Linked DNA regions of Mus musculus: regions 2, 3 and 4 are each linked to region 1. Evidence: chromatin contacts called from public Hi-C and promoter capture Hi-C data. All regions are on one chromosome and are shown on one strand. Each heading gives the region's core, a stretch centred on a gene start, on an enhancer-like site or on the middle of the called end of the contact. The rest is flanking DNA. Distances are from core to core; before and after follow the strand shown.

Region 1 (3,026 bases), core at 119-2,618:
AAAGTGGGCTGACATACCTAAAGTTCGCTTTAAAGTGGGTATTGGCAAGGCAGTCCCGGAAAGAACCGCCTTTTGAGACATTCTAATGGGAACTCTGCCTTGATTTTAAACTTGCTAAATGTCCAAATTTGAATCCCCCCCTCCAGGAGCTCTGACCAAAAGCCTTCTCTGTTGATACTGCGGGGCTGGAGAGAGGATTCCCTGGTTCAGGTCACCCGCCCACAGGCGGATGTGGTTTGCACACAGCTGGAACAGAGGCTAGGCTGTGGGTTTAGCATCTGGAACGCCAGATCCAGATGTGCCACCTCCAGGGAGACTAGCGGGCCAGGGGCACACACCACACGCAGAGTGCCAGGGTGCTGGGACCTGAGTTCCAGTGGACGCGCAACGTGGGCGCGGGCGGTGGCGGTTCGGGGAGCGCCTGCTCCGCCAGTGGGCGTCTTCTGCCGCCGCCACCACCGCCGCCTCCACGGGCAGCAGCACTGCGGCGCTTTTCTCCGCTGCTCTGGAGCAGCCGCCGCGGCTCAGGCGCCGGCCGGAGCTTGCACACACCACGCCACGCCCGCAGGCAGCGTCCCGGCAGCCTCGCCAGGCCGGGAAGGACGCGGATCGTGCGTACCAGCCCGCACCCCGGCGCAGCGATCGGGACTCGTCCCCCCGCCCGCGGTCCTATTGAATCCCAAAGGGAACACGATGTGAACCCCCGGGCCGGAGAGGCACCCTAGACCCGAGAGGCGGACCGGACCAGAGCCTGGGCAGCGTCGCGGGGAGGGCCGGTGCTGCGGGGGCGGAGCCCGCAGAGTCCGGGCCGCCGCGCCCTCCCGCCTGCCCCCCTTGCAAGCTGGGGAGGAGGGCCATGGCTAGCCCGGAGGAGCGGCTCGCTCCCCACCCCCAGGCCCCACTGCGGGAGTCTGGGGACGAGCCCGGCCGTGTCCAAGTCCCTCTGGAACCCCGGTGCGGCGCGGCCAGCGGGCGGAGTACAGTGGGCCTGAGCCTGGCCCGGGAGCTGCTTGGCTGCAGCCGGGAGGAGCTAGCGGCGCCCCCGCCCCTGTCCCGGTCCCTGTCTCCCGCAGGCCACGCCAGCCCCACTGGGGGCCCCAGCGCCCTCTCCGCTCTCCGTGCCGGAGGCTGTGGTTGGGTGGCGGCCCGTGCTCCCTGGGCGCTTGCCTTCTCCTCCCCTGTCCCCTCCTCCTCCTTTTCATCTTCCTGGTACTTCTGGCCGCCGCCCCCCCTCCCCCCTCCCCCTCTTGTCCCCTCCTCATCTGCCTTCCACCTCCCCGCGCGTCTCCCGAGAAGGGAGGGCGCAGCGGCGGCTGGAGGAGGAGGAGGCGGCGGCGGCGATGCTGGCGGCGGCGGCGGAGGAGGAGGACAAGAGGCAGCTCCCTTGAGCGTCCCCCCAGGCAGTAGTCACCGCAGCAGCGGTGGCAGCAGCGGTGGCAGCGGCGGGCGGCGGCGGCTCTTCCTCTCGCCTGCGATTCAAGGCTTGCTGCTCCCTGCCCGCGCCGGGCCCCGGCCATCTCCGCCGCCGCGGCTTCCCCTACACCCGGGTGCACGCCGCGCGGACTCCTCGGATTTTCCGGGCGCCGGCGGGGGCTGCCCTGGCCTCGGCCCCGGCTCTGCCGCCGGTGGCCGAACTCTTTGGCGGCCCCGAGGCGCCGCCTTCCCCCTTGCCACCGTTTGGCCGCTGCCCTTCGGCTCCGACATGGAAGATGGACCCTCTAACAATGCGAGTTGCTTCCGAAGGCTGACCGAGTGTTTCCTCAGCCCCAGTAAGTGGCCCGGCCCCACGTTCCCCGTGGCCGGGGTGGTTTTCTGGCTTGGTGGGGACAAATCGGGGGTTCAGATCGTGGGGTGGGGAGGGAGCTGCTACGGTAGTGGGTAGTCTGCAAGGTGTGTGTGTGTACCAGACCAATATTGGCCAGTGGGTCTCAGGAAGCTGGTGGCACCTCAGGGACGTTCGGGACCGCCCATCAGCGTAGGGACACCCGGCTTTCCCCAGCCCGGCGTGCGCACAGAGGAAGCGTGACCCGGAGGGTGTTGGAGCCGGACGTTTAGAAACTAACCTGCTTCCTAGAGCTGTCCCTGGCCACATTGACCCGACTCATGATTTAGACCATCAAGTTTGTCACCGATTACTCTACATTTCTCTCTAGCCTGTGATCACTTGACTGGAGTATATATGCTTCCTTCCACTGGGGGGGTCCTGGGGATCTAAACCGCTGGATTCCTGACGCAGCCATGGGGATAGGCAAGGCTCAGGAAGCCCAGGATTCCAAATGTGAAGGAGGGCTGTGCCCGAGCCTGCAGTGACTGTGTTCTGGCGCGCGGACCAGTGGTATGGAGCTGGGTGCACCCACCCTCATGAAAAGGACGCAGCACTTTCCCCCCGCCCCCCAGCCCACCTCACGCAGATTCTGGGGAGCTGGTGCAAGGGTGGGTGAAGAAAGCCAAGGAACAATGGGGCGTTAGCATAGAAGAAAAAGGCACCTCTGGTTCCTTCGGACCCGCGGGACAACTGTAGCATGACCTTTCTGACCTGCCCCTCCCGGGTGCAGGTCTGCAAGCCTTCTGGGGCAGGGGCAACAGAGGGCGTGTCATAGGGGGAGGGGGACAAGATTGAGCAAAGAAGTCAAAAGCAGCTTCACTGGAAGGAAGGAAGGAAGGAGGCAGGCAGGCAGGCAGACGATGTTTAGGAAAGAAGCTCCAGACGCGCAGAGGAGGGAGTCGCTGCTGTTGTGGATGGAGGGTGAGCAGGGTGAGGACCAGAACACCGGGGCGGGAAAGGGACCAGGCGGGACCTGGTGGGAGAGTCTGTGCTCTGAGAGGGCACATCCGTGGGAAATTGTGAGACTCGGGCATCTGCTCCACCCTGAGCGTGGATTTGGTGCCACAGTCCACCGCGTGCGCACCGAGCCTTTGTCTGCTTTCTCGCTGGTAAGCCGCGCTTTTTGCCTAGCTTTCTCCAGGCAGAAGCTGCCAGGTTGTAAATGAGCTTTCTTGCTACTGCTCCTAAGTACCACTCACTC
Region 2 (3,035 bases), core at 145-2,644, 460 kb before region 1:
CCTGAAATCTTAGGAAGCAATCTGAACACGGGCAGGAAGCAGAGGATTTCAGACATCACACATTTCCACTAGCACACGTGACATCTGGGCATCCAGCAGTTTGTGGCATTTCCTCCAAAGATGACCTCCCCAGCTGTACCTACAGAAATGGCTCCTGACTCCTTTCCCCTAATATTCAATCTGCACCATGCTTACATCTCCATCCCCACAACTACCTAGAAACTAGAACCCGGACTAAAACGATACAAGCGTGCTTCAGTGTCTTGGGAGCTAAGCTGCCCATGTTCTAGTGGCCTGAGCTCAAGGCAGAGCTGGGTCCCCTGGCAGGGGCAGAAGGCTCCTGTGAGCCAGAGAGCTCTCTGGAAGCTAGCGAGCTGCCTTTGCATAGAGGGAAGGTGATGGAGATGCCTGTGTATTTGTGGGACCTATGCCAACTTCCTGGATGCTCTGATGAGAAAAGCTTCCGCCCCCCACAAGTTCCCTTGGCTACCCTGGGCTGTGAGTGTCCAGTTGCTACTGGAAAAGGACAAACAGAAGAGGAGGGGGTGGGGTGACTGTTGGCACAAGACACAGAGGCTTACCCACTTTCCCATGTGCTCACCCTGGGCCAGAGCTATTCATTGTGCACGGGGAGCAGTCTTTTAAGTCTAGCTGTTTGTTGCTCCCTTTCAGTGAAACAGGTGCCCGGTAAATCCCTTTGACTTGTAGGTGCATTGTCTTCTAACTGTTGAATGGCTAGCTTATTGGATCTTTCAGTGTTGTGGTTATGTTTTCATGTATAAACAGCCAGCTTCCCTTGTTTGTACAACACATGGCATTGCAGGCAGTCACTTGATAAAACAGAACATGTCATATATTTCCTATGTTGCTATTGTATAACAAAACCTTGCCTATTCATAGACAACAATGGCTTTAATGTGTAAATAACTCCCAAGGAGTGGTATCTTGGGATACAATGCGGGGGGTGGGGGGGGACCTAGGTAGCGCCTAAAAGCCCCACCCGGTACTGGCGGCTTTCTCTGCTATTCCAGATTGGCTCCAAATTCCTCTCCGGAGTCATCTGAAAGGATTCTCTGTCTAACGTGCAGGACTCCACCAGTGACTTGGTGCTACCAGTTCCCTTGAGACCTAGCTCTCTGCTTCTGATGGACTAATCCTTCACTTCTCGAGCCATGGGAGAACGAGAGAGGAGAGACTTGGGGTACTGGGTGCCAGCTCCCGCCCCTGCGAATGTCGGGCACTTTGTCTCCAGCGTTCAGCAGTCTGCGATAGCCGCAGCCCCTAGCAGCCCGGGACTTGGCAAGCCCTTGCCAGCGTGCGCTCCTCCTCCTGCCGCCCGGCCCAGCCCGGCGCGTCTCGGAGGTGCGATCCAGGCGACATCCAGATTCACCAGCAGTGGGGCGGCTGCTGGCGTGACCGAAGGACCCAGCTCGGAGCACACGGAGGGAGCTCCCGGGGTTGCCGAAGCGAGGGAGGGGCGGGAGGCGCCTTCGCTTGAAGGAACTGGGAGGGAGCGGGAGATGCTGCGGCTGCTAGCAGGTGGGTGTGCGGGGAGCGCGCGGCGATCAGCAACGGATGGGGAGGTGCCGGGGGTCGCCAGACCAGTGGGGCGGCTCCGCGCGCGGCGACTGAGACCCGCCCCACCCGCCCCTCTCCTTCCAGGACACTGATGCTCCGCTTGCTCGGCAGAGTCATGTCATTCCTGCCTATGCCGCCGCCGCCGCCACCACCACCGCCGCCCCCCCGAACTCCGGGGGGCCCCGCTGCGCGCCAGCTATCCCGGAGACCCTGTGCGCCGCCCGCGCCTTCACCGCCCGCTGCCTCCGCCGCCGGCGGCGAGAAAAAGAGGAGGCCGCCCGAGATGCTGCTCTCCAGCTCCTGGCCCTCCGCCACCTTGAAGAGGCCCCCGGTACGGCGCGGCCCCGGCCTGGGTTCGGGCACCCCACAGCCGGCTACCTCCGCACGCGTCCCGCCCCAGCCCTCTCCGGGCCGTGGGGGGACCTCGACCACGTGCTCCGCGCCCCGGCGGGTCGCCTGCAGCCACATCCCAGCGGGATCCACCGCCTCGGGGACCTCTGCGGGGGCGGGGGCTGGGCCCGACGACGCCACGCGCTTCTCCTTGAACCTCACCCCAGAAGCCATCCTGGTCATCCAGAGGCGCCACCTGGAGAAGCAGTTGCTGGCGCGACCCCGCAGGCCCTTCCCCACACCCTCTGCCGACCCGCGGCTCCCACTGGTACCCTGTCCCCGGACCAGGGCTTCGACCCTGCGGAGGGGTGGCCCCACCAGTGTCCCCAACGCGCCTCTGGCTGTGGCTGTCAGCAGCCGCCCTCCCCGTGCCTCGCTGCTGCCAGGAGGTCTGCAGGCCACTCTGCCCAGCCCGTGCCCCTCCAGCCTGCGCCCAGTGCTTAAGGTGTCGCTGCTCAATGAGAAGCACAAGTACGATGATGAGGAGTACGAGGAGGAGGTGGAGGTGGTGGACGAGGGCCTCGTGCGCAAGTGCACCGAGTGGCTGCGTGGGGTCGAGTCGGCGGCAGCTGCGAGGGGCCGCACAGGGCATCTGGACTCGCTGCCACACCTGAGCACCCTGTGAGGCTAGGTGGGCCTGTGGGACCCAGCCTGGCTTGAAGCCCACGGCCGCCTCCTGGGCTCCTTGCACACCTGGGCTCTTGTGAACCAGGTAGGCCAGCAAGGGACAGGACTATTGCCTGGTACCTTCCCCAGGTGTGCTTATTCATGAGTGACCCACAGGCTTTTCTAACGCCTCACCACCCACCTCCTGTGCAATTAGGTCAGCGTGGGACACAACAGACTCGCCTGACTCTAGCAGCTGTCCCCTGCTCCTCCTGCTCCCCGCCCTCCCTAATGTGGGGGTCGGGGGAGGACCTGTGAAATGCCTTCTAACCTCTCACCCTAACTAAGTATTGGACCCAGAGGTCCTCTGCCCCAGGTGGCATTCCACTTCCTGGGGACTCTGCAAGCCTGTGGCCACCGAGGGTGGGGTGATCTTCTGTTGCAGAACTAGGACATGGTGC
Region 3 (3,284 bases), core at 293-2,792, 330 kb before region 1:
CCTGGAACTCACTATGTAGACCAGGCTGGCTTTGAATTCATAGAGATTTGCCTGGCTTGTCCTCTCTAGTGCTGGCAAGCGCCACAGGTCTAGTTGACCTGTGGATCCTTACAGAACCCCAGTGCCTTGTTTCTCCGGCTGTGTTTTCTTGGTTTATTTCTCGCTGGTTTCTTCTGGGAGAAGGTAGCCTGTGGCCTGTACTCCCTGAGGTAGCTAGCCATTCCTCCAGTTTTCAGTAGGACTTTCCCCAGCTGCTATGCTCTGAGGAGATACTTCATAAAAATTGTACTTAATCACTTTGTTTTAAAGTAATATAAAGCAACTTATTCGAATTATGTATCTATGTGAAAATTCAAATGAGACGAAGAAGTTAAAATTAACTTGTTAACTCCTCAGCAAACTTCTTTCCCCAGCTCTCTCTGCACCTGTATGGGTCTGTGAATACATCTCATGGGTGGCCTTCTTCACAGACACTGAACAAGCATTGAGGAGAGCAGCCTCTGTCCCCGATGTGCGACAGGTGCCCTGGTAGATTACCACCTGGGTGGGTAGACATGGATAGAAGTCATTTCTTGTTTCCCATTCATTCCAGGATGTTGCTAACACTCTGTGCATCCTTCCTTTGACGGATAGTCCCAAACCCTTGCTGAAGCAGGAGCTTCATTGACTGGGCTGGACAGGCTGTCCTGAGAGCACATGTCCTCCTGGCTGTATGTCCCTGGTGTTAGGATTGCAGATGCACACAGCTGTGCTCAGCAGGTTTTTTGTATTGGTTCTGGGGGTTTGAACTCAGGTCACCATGTTTGTAGGGCAAGTGCCTTACTGACTGAACTGTCTGCCTGGCTGAAACTTATGGATAATTAATGATTACATTTGTGAAAAGGTTCATCCTTCTGTCCGGCTTCACAAGGGGTATTCTGCTTCGGGGTGGGGGCAGGGGAAAGAGGGAGAGGAGAGCTGTGTTCCCAACTGGAAAAAACAGGCCCAGCTTTCCCTCTTTGGGAAGATTTAAAACCTGGCCAGGGTGGTGGTACATATCTGTTAGCTCAGAACCAAGGAGGGAGAGGCAGGAGGATTGCCTTGAGTTAGAGGCTAGCTTGGGTTTATCTTGTCTCAAAGCAAAATAAATGATAAACCAAAGGTTGAGCCCCAGGGCTTTATCAGGAGACAGCTGGCTTTCTTCCACCCCAGTCCTGTGTTGTGAAGAAGAGCCCACCTGCTGGAAGAGCAGCGGGAGTCTTGGTAGAAATGGGGTTCCACAAAAGGATGGAGTAGAGGCGACTGGATACCCAACCAGGACCAGGAGGCCCTTGCTCCAGGAGTCCTAGCCCTAGGTTACAGATATCTGGTAGGGACTTTGTGCTGCGTTGGTGAGAACCACCCTCCCGGGCTTCCCGATCGCTTTTTCAGACGGGCTGAGCTGCTGGATTCCCTGGGATCAGTGTTATTGATCCCTCGAGGGAGGCACGTTTATCAGCTGTCTCAGACCTCAGTCCAATGGGGATGGAGCGACATTTCGGAAGAAGCCACCAGAGGGCGCCTCAGGATGCTCTGCAGGCCCGCGTCCTGTGGATGAGGCTGGAGCCACAGCAGAGCCTAGCTAAGGCAATAGAGGAAGATGCTGCGCTAGATAGCAACATCATGACTGATGAACTGCAGGGCAGGACTAGAAGGCCATAGCTGGAATTGACAAGTCTCCGCTGTGAGGACACGGAGATTGCTATCCAGCCCGGAGGCTTTGCAGGAGGTGTAAGGGACTGCAGGGTCAGGTCTGAGCTGGGATACAGAGAGAAACCGGGCTTACCCTGTTGAGACTGTCTGGGACCCCAGTACCCACTGAGGGGAACTCAGATTCAAGAGCCAACCCAGCTCAGTTTCCACTAGAACTTGAGGCTGGTTGGTCAGAGGGATTCAGAGGAAGATTATCAAGTTTGGAGCTCTTCCGCTTTTTAACGACTGTGCATTTTGAGTCAGATCCCTTGTGTTTTGCCGTCGCGCTGTTGAGATCTGCGGATTCACAGCCAGGCCGACAGTACAGAGAGGTTTTCGTCTTCTGTGAATGTCTCTGTAGTCTGTGTGTTGAACCTTTTCTTGTACAGAGCTTTAGAGTTTGGTTTTCAACTTTTGCTTTTGCTGTCTGTGTCTTGGGATCATATTAAAAAACCGTCTGCATAATCCGTCTTTTCAAGGGATGGTCACCCCTTAACTAGTTTTCCAACACCAAGTGGTCAGCCATAAAAACACATTCCTCCAAGCAACATGAGAGTGACTGGTGGGACCAGGAGACAGCTACCAGCGTGGAAAGACTGGTTAGGTGTTGGGACTAGCCTCCAGATGATGAGGCTAGCCTGGACTACACAGTGACCTCCAGGACACCTACAAGTCGCCCTACTTCACAAGAACAAACACATATGAAAAGGACATTTAGGGTATTTTAAGAATATTAACACAGGGCTGGAGAGATGGCTCAGTGGTTAAGAACTCTGACTGCTCTTCCAGAGGTCCTGAGTTCAATTCCCAGCAACCACAGGGTGGCTCACAACGGTCTGTAACTTGAGTTCCAGGAGATCCTCTGCAGACATATGTATAGACAATGCACATAAAATAAAAACAAATAAGTTACTGTAAAAATTAATTAACTCGTCAACTTACTAACACATTGTGTCTTTTTTTGGTTTTTGGTGCCCTTTTTAATTTCTTTTGTCTGTATTGGGTAAGTTGCACTATAAGGGCCATCCACTCCTGGATTATATTTCTCTCCAGGTAGTTTAATACTTCCTGCCACCATTATGAATGAGATTGCTCTCTGAATGCTTTTCTCAGTGTTGTTACCGGGATATAAAAACCTCTTAATCCGCATGCTGACTTTTATGTCCAATAACCTTCTTAAATTTGTAGGTCAAATTTTAATTATTTGTTTTTTAGTTTTTATAGACACGATTGCTTATTTTTATAAACCCTTACTATCCAGATCACTTCCTTTCTCTTGTCTTATGGCTCTGGCCCAGTATACACTGATAAATGTGTCCTTTTGACCATGCTCCATAACTCTCATAGATATTCTTAATTTTTTTCCTTAAATAATTTTTGCTAGATAGTTATGTACAATTTTCCAAGGCTCATAAGAGTATTTAGGATTTTTTTGTTTCGTTTTGTTTTTCGAGACAGGGTTTCTCTTGTGTAGCTCTGGCTGTCCTGGAACTCACTCTGTAGACCAGGCTGTCCTCGAACTCAGAAATCCGCCTGCTTCTGCCACCCAAGTGCTGGGATTAAAGGCGTGCGCC
Region 4 (3,175 bases), core at 548-3,047, 370 kb before region 1:
ATTTGCCTCCTCCTCTTTGGAGAACAGTTCCAGAGCAATCTTCTACCAGCTTCCTGAACGATGGCGAAAATCCACTTTTGACCAACAACATTCCCAGGACCGGCTCCGCCTTCACGCCAGAGGTTAAACGCGTCAGTGACATATATTAGTGACCCAGCCTCCCTTGACTTTCATGTCCTCCTCCACCGAGATTTATTCCTAGTTCCAGGAAGTCTCAGGCCTTAGCGTCCCCGAGGGTAGAAAAGGTGAAATCTCCCTTGTATACTTCTGCAAACCCACAACACAAACTGGCTGGTGCTCATTGCAGGAGGGTCGGGGTTGGGCGCAAATGAGAGCCTTTTGGTGTCTGTAGAAAGAAGTGTCCCGCTCCTCTAGCCAGAGATTTCTTTATATCCTAGACCACAGAAAAGCAGCCGAACACCCCAGTATTCAGTGGGAAAGGGCAGAGGAGGGTAGTCTAGGGCATCCCACCCCAGAGGTTGGCTCCTGGAAAACCGTCTCTCCCAGAAGTAGGGGCAGGTAGAACCCACAACTCCGACCCCAAAGACTTCCCAGGGAGACTCTCAGAGAGACAACGAACTCAGAATTGAGTGCCCCCACCTGATTCAGGGGCCTCTTCCAAGGAGCTTCGGGATAGGATAGGAGAGTGGAAGACGGGGAAACGGAGGCTGGAACCCAGAGTCTCGTTAAAGAGCTGGGCGCGAGCTCTGGCTTCCTTCCCGCTTCCTGGGCTCCCGTTTTAGAGGAATGTTATTGTTTAAAGAGACCCCATTGAACTATTTCCTGCTCTTTGTCACCTTCCCCTCACTCTCCCGGCAGAGGTTCTCACCGAGAGGCAATAAACCAACTGCTGCCCACACCGCATGGCGAGGCGGGTAGGGAAACGCGCGCAGCATGCGTTCCAACAATCCCCGGCGCAAAGAGACCAGGGACTCCCGGGGCCACATTCGGTGCAGGCGCATCCACCGTCAAAGTCCAGCTTTTATGTGGGACGCGAGGACACCTCCTACTAGGGTCGCTATCTGTTCGTCTATTTCCCTCTCTGGACAGATCCGCATTGAGCTTCCCTCTCCACGCAGGTGAAGGTCGTGGGGGACCTGGATGCCGAGGTGGGAGTTAGTGGCAGTCCATGGGGCGAGGGGACGTGTCCCAAAGCTGCCACACCTGGGGAGGCTGAGGCTTTGGAGAGGTCAAGGAGACCCGGGAGACGCCGATCCGCCGAAGTCCCTCTCAGGTGCGCGCAGCGTGGACACTCCGCGGGGCAAAGTCGCAGGCGCCGGTGTGCGCTTGGACAGCGCGTGGGAGTGGAGAGTTTAGCAGTGGCTCTAGGAGCCAGGGTCCTGGGTGGCTCCAGCCCGGCTTCTCGCCCTCCCTCCCCCAGGGTCCGCCCCGCCGCTTTGATGGAGGTGCAAACATTTGGGGGAGGGCGGGGGTGTCGGGACTGCGCCCGACGCTTTCCTTACAGGAAGCGCGCGCTGGAGCCCATTGTTGGCCCCCAGCCTCCGGGCCCGCCCGGCCAGTCTGATATGGCCGCGCACCGCCAATGGGCAGCTGCTCGGTACTTCAAAGGGTGTCCCGCCCAATCCGCCGCACCCCCCTGCGAGGCCACCTCGGCTGTATTTATGGGGAGGGGACCCATTTTTCTCTTCCCCAGAGACTTACTCTTGTCGCGCCTTGCGGGAGTTCAAGTGGAGCCACGGCTCCCCAGGCCCTCTCCCCCATCCCCGCCCCCTTCCCCCCTCATCCCGATCTCGGTGCTCCTTTGGCGAATGTGCAGGGACCCAGGTGTAATCTTTGGGCTCCGCAGAGTGACCCTTTTTCTTGGAAAAGCGGTGGCGAGAGAAGTGAAGGTGGCTGTTGGGTAGGGAGTCAAGACTCCTGGAAGGTGGAGAGGGTGGCGGGAGGATGAGCTCGCCGGGCACAGAGAGCGCAGGGAAGAGCCTGCAGTACCGAGTGGACCACCTGCTCAGCGCCGTGGAGAGCGAGCTGCAGGCGGGCAGCGAGAAGGGAGACCCCACCGAACGCGAACTGCGAGTGGGCCTGGAGGAGAGCGAGCTGTGGCTGCGCTTCAAGGAGCTAACTAACGAGATGATTGTGACCAAGAACGGCAGGTAGGTGCGTGCTGCAAGCCGGCAGTCTGGGGCCTGGCGAGTGCCCCTCGCCTCGGGGAGAGCATCTTTTCTTCCCAACCGGCCGACTTTGTTTCTTCCCGCTGAGTTAACAGCTCCCCAGAGGATTCCTAAACCTTGGTTTCTCGGGAACTTTCCCCCTGACGAAACCTGAGGAGGAAGGAGGCATTCGAACTCTAGGGTTCCTAGGTGTATACTGGAATGACCAGGTTTGCCTAGGGGGCCGAAACCCTTGGCTAGATTTGTCCCTCTGCTGTCCCGAGAACCCGTGGGCTTAGTGGGGGGAGATGATTTGGTTCCTGAACTGAGAAAGTTCAGGCAAAGATGCTTGCGAGACCGGTTGCCGGGGTCCTCCTCTTTGGCCGGCATCAAACACTTAGTGCAGGCTCCCCCTCTCCAACGGATGGGTCCTCCTGCCGTGCGCTGTCTTTTCCAGGAGGATGTTCCCGGTGCTGAAGGTAAATGTGTCAGGCCTGGACCCCAATGCCATGTACTCTTTCTTGCTGGACTTCGTGACGGCTGACAACCACCGCTGGAAATATGTGAACGGGGAGTGGGTACCTGGGGGCAAACCAGAGCCTCAGGCGCCCAGCTGCGTCTACATCCACCCAGACTCGCCCAATTTTGGGGCCCACTGGATGAAGGCGCCTGTGTCTTTCAGCAAAGTCAAACTCACCAACAAGCTCAATGGAGGGGGACAGGTAAGCCAGTGCAGAAGACAGCCTCTGGGCCCCAGGCCGAAGGGAAGAGCCTGGCTGGGAGCTTAGAAAGACACCACCAGCCTTTGTCAGCCCCACAGAAGCCACCGTGGCCTCCTTCCCCAATTAAATCTTTAGTACTGTTTATATTAAGCTGATGAGGGTTAAGCAGGGCCTGGCAAAGGGAACTGGGAGTTCTCCCTCACCTTGGAAGGGTTGAAGAAGGCCTGCCGCTTGGGAACTGGCTCTGGCCATAGGTGAGCATTGGTTCCGAATCCTCAGTCACTTTAAAGTCAAAAGGGGACACTGGCTACTCTGCACAAATGTGCACATTCCACCCTTCTGAAA

Evidence for each region. Promoter capture Hi-C pulls out the DNA fragments that hold promoters and counts their contacts. A called contact is a pair of places that touch in the nucleus more often than the background predicts.
Region 2: a promoter capture Hi-C map of embryonic stem cells shows a contact between it and region 1. The contact joins the promoter of Prr18 here to the promoter of Pde10a in region 1. A contact is called at or near these places in 3 of 39 promoter capture datasets (all in embryonic stem cells), 4 of 484 Hi-C or Micro-C datasets (all in embryonic stem cells) and 1 of 115 datasets of contacts at active chromatin or transcription factors (embryonic stem cells).
Region 3: a Hi-C map of the N1E-115 cell line shows a contact between it and region 1, with 5 times the contacts expected there. The contact joins the enhancer-like site here to the promoter of Pde10a in region 1. A contact is called at or near these places in 1 of 39 promoter capture datasets (embryonic stem cells), 1 of 15 datasets of contacts at CTCF or cohesin (the NIH/3T3 cell line), 8 of 484 Hi-C or Micro-C datasets (the C2C12 cell line, the N1E-115 cell line, cortical neurons and 4 more) and 2 of 115 datasets of contacts at active chromatin or transcription factors (embryonic stem cells and forebrain).
Region 4: a contact with region 1 is called in a promoter capture Hi-C map of embryonic stem cells, with 97 read pairs. The contact joins the promoter of T here to the promoter of Pde10a in region 1. A contact is called at or near these places in 9 of 39 promoter capture datasets (cranial neural crest, embryonic stem cells, frontonasal cranial neural crest and 3 more), 34 of 484 Hi-C or Micro-C datasets (cranial neural crest, differentiating embryonic stem cells, embryonic ectoderm and 3 more), 7 of 115 datasets of contacts at active chromatin or transcription factors (all in embryonic stem cells) and 1 of 9 other capture datasets (embryonic stem cells).

The regions. Positions count from the first base shown.
Region 1 is chr17:8,800,377-8,803,402 of GRCm38.p6, forward strand. It overlaps Pde10a (phosphodiesterase 10A), which reads left to right and starts at 1,369. Exons shown (of 22, transcript NM_011866.2): 1 at 1,369-1,769. The coding sequence starts at 1,703.
Region 2 is chr17:8,339,345-8,342,379 of GRCm38.p6, forward strand. It overlaps Prr18 (proline rich 18), which reads left to right and starts at 1,395. Exons shown (of 2, transcript NM_178774.4): 1 at 1,395-1,539; 2 at 1,663-3,035. The coding sequence starts at 1,670. The coding sequence ends at 2,593.
Region 3 is chr17:8,467,364-8,470,647 of GRCm38.p6, forward strand. No RefSeq gene overlaps it. Among named protein-coding and RNA genes, the nearest start is that of T, 35 kb to the left of the region's middle. Within about 2 kb of position 1,543, at least 24 of the 459 cell types and tissues checked have an H3K27ac peak or open chromatin away from gene starts, as enhancers often do. A contact at or near this core is called in the N1E-115 cell line, forebrain and stem cell-derived neural stem cells, where this site is marked.
Region 4 is chr17:8,432,626-8,435,800 of GRCm38.p6, forward strand. T (brachyury, T-box transcription factor T) reads left to right here and starts at 1,798. Exons shown (of 8, transcript NM_009309.2): 1 at 1,798-2,111; 2 at 2,566-2,830. The coding sequence starts at 1,906. It overlaps LOC115486424, which reads left to right and starts at 35. Exons shown (of 3, transcript XM_030250191.1): 1 at 35-122; 2 at 820-875; 3 at 1,080-1,903. The coding sequence starts at 864. The coding sequence ends at 1,865. RefSeq lists a promoter at 1,255-1,913.